Regions from separate parts of the Hordeum vulgare genome. Here region 1 is linked to region 2. The links are chromatin contacts, called in public Hi-C maps. All regions are on one chromosome and are shown on one strand. The core of a region is the stretch at or near the end of the contact, and the rest is flanking DNA. Distances in the headings are between cores, read along the strand shown.

The links. Hi-C and Micro-C count contacts between places; a contact is called where the count stands out from the background.
Region 1: a Hi-C map of leaf shows a contact between it and region 2, with 3 times the contacts expected there. The contact joins two enhancer-like sites. A contact is called at or near these places in 3 of 6 Hi-C or Micro-C datasets (leaf and seedling).

Annotation. Positions count from the first base shown.
Region 1 is chr2H:430,009,625-430,012,634 of MorexV3_pseudomolecules_assembly, forward strand. No RefSeq gene overlaps it. Among protein-coding and RNA genes, the nearest start is that of LOC123426528, 130 kb to the right of the region's middle. Within about 2 kb of position 1,432, at least 2 of the 3 cell types and tissues checked have open chromatin away from gene starts, as enhancers often do. A contact at or near this core is called in leaf, where this site is marked.
Region 2 is chr2H:429,807,302-429,810,169 of MorexV3_pseudomolecules_assembly, forward strand. No RefSeq gene overlaps it. Among protein-coding and RNA genes, the nearest start is that of LOC123426527, 230 kb to the left of the region's middle. Within about 2 kb of position 1,325, at least 2 of the 3 cell types and tissues checked have open chromatin away from gene starts, as enhancers often do. A contact at or near this core is called in leaf, where this site is marked.

The DNA.
Region 1 (3,010 bases), core at 182-2,681, 200 kb after region 2:
ATTAATATGCCGTCGTTGAACTAATCAAATTGTGATAGTATAAAATAATAAAGTTGCGATGCTACCCAAACCAAACCTACCATGGTCTGAAGAATAAAAGTGCCATGGCAGCTTCATGTGAACATGGCAAAACAATTAGGAATTTTGATGGAAATTTTACATAAACCATAACGGCTTGTCACATGGCAATTTTGGACAGGAGGGGGTATTCTAAGAGGATTTTTGTAACTGGTATTATACAAAGGACAAACATTGTTGTACATGGCAAAAGGTAAGTCAAAATTGCCAATATCAAAATTTGCAAGGGAACAAATATGGTGTGCATGGCAAAATGTATCCAATGGCAAATTTTGCGGGGACCAAACATTGTTGTGCTTAACTATGAAGGATAGTAACCTTAATTGTCATGACATAAAAATTACACAACAGAAAAGTTGCCAAAATACAAATAATAAAATGTCAAATAATAAAAGTTGCCAAGATACAAATAATCTGAATTTCTAATGTGAATTGCCATTCATGTACCCTAACATTAAAAAAATTGTCAACCTTCTACACGTGAACAAATTGTGTTTGCTCATGTTTGAGTGACATTTGAGAGACTAACCAAATGAGAATTTTTCATGCCTAAGCTATGATTTGCGATGGAAGTATGTTTGAAAATGCACTTGAGAGCGTTCGTGGCCCTGGGGCCTTAATGATCGGCGATGTGGGGCCTTAGGATGTTGTGTTTCATGACCCTACCTGTAATATATAGGTGACTACATCAGATACCTCTACAAGAAGACAAAATTCAATGTTCAAGACGACTCATTTTGAAGCACTCATTTTTCATTATTATTTTTGGCACACATCTCTACGGATGTCTTTTTGTAGCGGAAATTTTCAGGTTGTTAGAAAACTTGTTGATGTTCATCCATAAAAACAATTCAGATTTTGTTTTTCATTTTCAATGTTTCTTCTGAAATTTACTTTTTGCGCGGGTGCATTTGTACTGGAGATTAGAGCGACACTTTCGGTAAATGATACTCCTAGTTATGACCAGCCTAACTTGTGAGTTTCAGAAGATAAGCACGGTAAATTGTCCGCATGTCTAGTATTATGATTGATAGAAGGACGTGAGCTAAGTTTCCCTTTTGAGCTTCAGAATGACAGCTTTTTCTTGTGCGGATAAAGCTTCAGAATGAGAGCTGAAATGATGTTTTGTCTAAACTCCGTTGCAGCAAGCTAAATGCGTGTGATAGAGGTGGCATAACATGACCGCTTAGTAACATCATTAGGCGATGGATTGTAAGCATAATAATTCAATGCATGCGTTGGCCGAGTAGAAATTTGGCAAGGTGTCGTCAATTTGCTTTTCTATTCCCTGCTCCTGCTGGTTTCTTTGGCTTTATTCGTAACCCTGTTAAAAGCGCCACGTACGGCGCCAGCTAGTTGCTTGCACAATTAGCGCGCCTACGTTTCGCCGTCGACTTGCCAGACTGGTCGGCCGTGTGCTGCCACATAATATGCGTGCCTTTATTGTGTTTTTGTATTGTGTTGTACGCTTATACCAGTGGTCTTGGATGATATATAATTGATTTGACAAGATTTAAAGTAGGCTTCAAGTTAGTTATGAATTCCCTAGTTATTTTCGGAACCTGTCTTTCCTCTCTTTTTCAAAAGCAAGGGGCCATAATCACTTGTTATCATCAGTGGTATAAACAGCTATTCTGCACAGGAATTTGCAGCTCCTTGCTAGCCATATATTCCCCTAATATTCCTAGTTACAAATTCCTCAACCCTAGCGTGGGCCAATTGGGCGGCTCACACATAGAATATTACTGTTAGAATGTTCTATGGAATCATAATATAATCAGTGGGATCTGGCTTGTAACGTGGATGTCAGCTGCCACTACAAGTGTTGTGCAAGTGAGATCTTTCAGGTATGGACAAGCTACCTGATCTGCATGTTACTATTCAAGAGGAGGCCGGCTCTCTACACCTAAAGCTAAGCAAAGTTGGGGGTATATCTATGGAAGGAACATGATCTCGGCAAGATTGCTATTCTAATGGAGAACAGAATAATCACCATTTGGCACAAGATGCATGCATGCTTGCCCCTTGACTCAGCTAGCTAAGCTAGTGATGTAGAAGCTATCCTGGACTGGCCGGCTAACGAAGCAGCCAACAATCTACTCCACAGCTTGGAACTTTATTAAAAGAAGATAAGTGCATGTGTTAGCTTGCTAGGTAGGGGACGGATGAGATGTATATATGTGTACAAATACTGCTTGTTGTCCCATCTTGAAGCAAAGAAGCCTACCACTCTTCAACAGTAGGACCGGATATGGATTGGTCTGATGGCTCAAGTGATAACCCCAGGTCAAAACTATTTGTTATCTATCTATCTGTAAAGTATGCTTAAAAGAAACAGTGCAATGCCATGTTTATCCTCTTGGCATATATTATCAATAGTTAAATTATGGCAAGGCCCACTACTTTCGCTGATCCTGACAAGGTTGATCAATCGTCAACCTGATTTTTTTTTCGAAAATGAGGCATGACCCGGTCTCTGCATCGAGCTATGCATGCATCCTTTTATTCAATTATAACGAAACCAGTCTAAACAAAGTACATGTAGGTCTTAGAAAAGTAACAAAAGACACAAGACGCCTCTCGCGCCACAACCGGGAATGAGAAGATGCCTACATGACTATCCATATATCCTATTATTGTGTCGTCATCCAAATCGGTTGAAGATACCTTGAGCTACCATCTCCCAGCGCGCACATCCAGTAACCAAAGGCTCCCTGGCTTCCGCAGGAGTGAGTAAGGACCACGTGCGGATCAAGACAGTAGCCCTGAAGATAACCTGCAAAAAGTGAATAGAGCTATGTCTCTTAAACACTAAATCATTTCTGCAGTTCCATGCAGCCCAAAGTAGTGCACAGGTTCCTATACAAGTAAGCTGCGCAAATACAACGTCAACCCCCTTTAACCACGCCCCAAATAACGTGTTTATGCTATT
Region 2 (2,868 bases), core at 75-2,574:
TTAGATTTTTTTACGGTAATACGTACAAATTATTTGATAGGTTTAGGGTTGATTTTGATTGCATCCAAGTGTTACTGATAATAATTTATATATACTTACTTATACATCTCTCCCTAATAATAAAGCACGCAGCGCTTTAGCCGTCCGTCATGGCGTTTTTGCAAAAAAGCCCCCGACATTTCATGAAATCAACCCGCAGTCCGGATTTAAGTCAGAAAACGAATAGTTTTTTGCATTTTTTTAAAAAAACCCTGATGTTTCAGGTAATCAACCCGCAGTCCGGATTTAAGTCAGAAAACGAATTGTTTTTTTGCATTTTTCCAAAAACCCCGAAATGTTTCAGATAATCAACCCGCAGTCCGGATTTTAACAAAAAAACCCTAACTTTTCAGTTAATCAATCCATATTTTATCTAAAACAAAATTATCCATATCTTTTAAACCGTAACTCCGATTTTGACATGTTATATATGAAATTTGATTAAAAAAAGGTGTAGAATCTAAATGTGATGTTATTTTTAGCTGTTGAATACTTCTTAAATATTATTTTTGGTGCAAACTTAATCTGTAGTGCACAGTTCTTTTTTCTCTCTCTTTCCGACGATGATACGAATTTCAATAAACATCCATTAAATTAAAACCAAATTGAGAGGAAAAAAAACATCGTTAACAACACATGCACACTTTTGGAAAACCTCGTGGGGAGAAACAACATATTTCTTATCTTATTTCGAGTGATTGTACATTCAAACGCGTTTTCGTTGTGTGAGCACTAAAGCTATCGTCGGCAACACAAATGTGATGCCATGTGAAAATATATTACGTTTAGAGCGTGTGTTATTTTCTCTTCCGTTGCAACGCGCAGACTCTTTTGCTAGTATATTATATTACTTATATATTAAGGGCCTCCAATTTGTTCACCCCGGGCTTCCGAATTATCAGGACCGGCCCTGTACAAACACATGGTAATTTTGAACTTTCATGCTTCAATTTATTTTTGACAAAAATTTACCATATGTCATTGAAATTTATCATTCGCTTGTGACTGAAATTGTCATAAAAAAACATTAAGGCCGGAGTGCCATACACCTACCTTTTCATGAGGAAAATGGATTTTATTCGATCAGCACCTTTCTTAACAGCAAGATAGGTCTTTTATTTTGTAGTATATATATATGTTCCGTCGATGACTCTTTCAATTCTTCCTTGCCTCGTGACTCTTTCAACTCGACGTCAAACTGCCGCAAATCCAGCGTAGCATTAGACCATCTATGGAGACGCATGTATGATTGCCTTGACTTTTTCTCAGTTGTGCCCTTCTGCAATTCCAACCACCAAAAACCCTACTACTAGTATTATTACTACTAGCTTTTTGCTTACCATGGCCCATATTAGCCTTGACAAAACGAGTTTAAATACAAGGCGTTCATTCACACCGAAAACGATCTGGAAAAAAGGCAACCCCATCTACCGCACCAAACTCGCCCGCGCAAATGCAATCCACATCGATTGGTCTTATCCGACCGCCACCAGTACATGTTAATTATGCCCGAAAATGCATAAGTGCCTCACCAACCCTTGTAGATAAATTAGGAGGCTGTCAAGTGTCAAGTATAACCGGACAATGCTTGCCACATCAATGCCTGTTGGTTTGTGGCTAGGCTTACTGAGAAATCCTACTCTGTTTCCATACATGATTAGTTGTTTGTTAGCTTACTTTACGATGAGGTCAAGCTATCGCCCGATGCAGTTCAGAATTCGCTCGGGCAGCGCAACTCATTGGAAAAGCATCATCCAGATTACAAACTTTGGCTATGTATGGTTGGCTTTATCCAACTGTGTGGTTGAGTGATCAGTTGTACATCTCTGCTGTGTTTGTGTGAGGTTTGATGGCCGTGTGCAGTGATCAACCATTATACATGTTCTAATCTATTTAAAATTCGGGTCGGCCCTGTACGTGGTTCTTTCCATTTTCTCTTTGTCTAGGCCACCGAGGGGCACGGCTATGTATGACAGATCAGGGACTCGCGCCTACCCTGAGCGTCCACACGGCCCGGACCAATTAGCTTCCTACATGTTAGTCGTTTTTCTCTATTTTTATTATATAGCAAAAGGGCTCATGCGTTGTAACGGAAGAAAGAAATACCACACGCTCTTAATTTATAAAAAATGATCTATAATCTCAGAATTTGTAGTTACAACACAAATAAAGATCGTCTTATCCTACAAAAATGCAGTTTAAAATTTCAGAGGTCTTCTATTTTAACACGGCTTGCATGTAGATTTAGTACGTACAAAGAATCAGTCAAGTGACCTTCAGTTTCATCTCTAATCCTGATTTTGTTGACATGTTCATCCCCAACCCGGATGAGTACCGGTATGAAAAAAAGACAAATAATGACTTATTTATTAAGATTGCACCGTAGATAGTATTTTTATTAAACGTTTAACAGATAAAATAATATCATATTTAAATTCTACATATTTTTCTAATCAAATTCCATATATAATATGTTAAATTTGGAGTTACGGTTTAAAAGATATGAGTATTTTAAAAATCATTTAATATATACTACGAGTTTAATGTCATAAACAGTAAGGGCTTTTTTTAAAATCACCTCGGTGGGTTTTCCAACGGAAGCGATAGCCTCTTTATTATTAGGTAAAGATTTTTGCTCAGGTTTAGAATACCATGTAAATACATATATTATAAAAGTATATGAATTACTTTAGAAACTTTAAGAACTCCATATTCAAATCTGTTGACATCCTAAAAATTCTACTTTAAAACATGTTGTTAATATTTATTTTTAAAATCATAGCATTAAAAAATTCAATAGTTTAAAACCAATTTATGTGACATTACTAA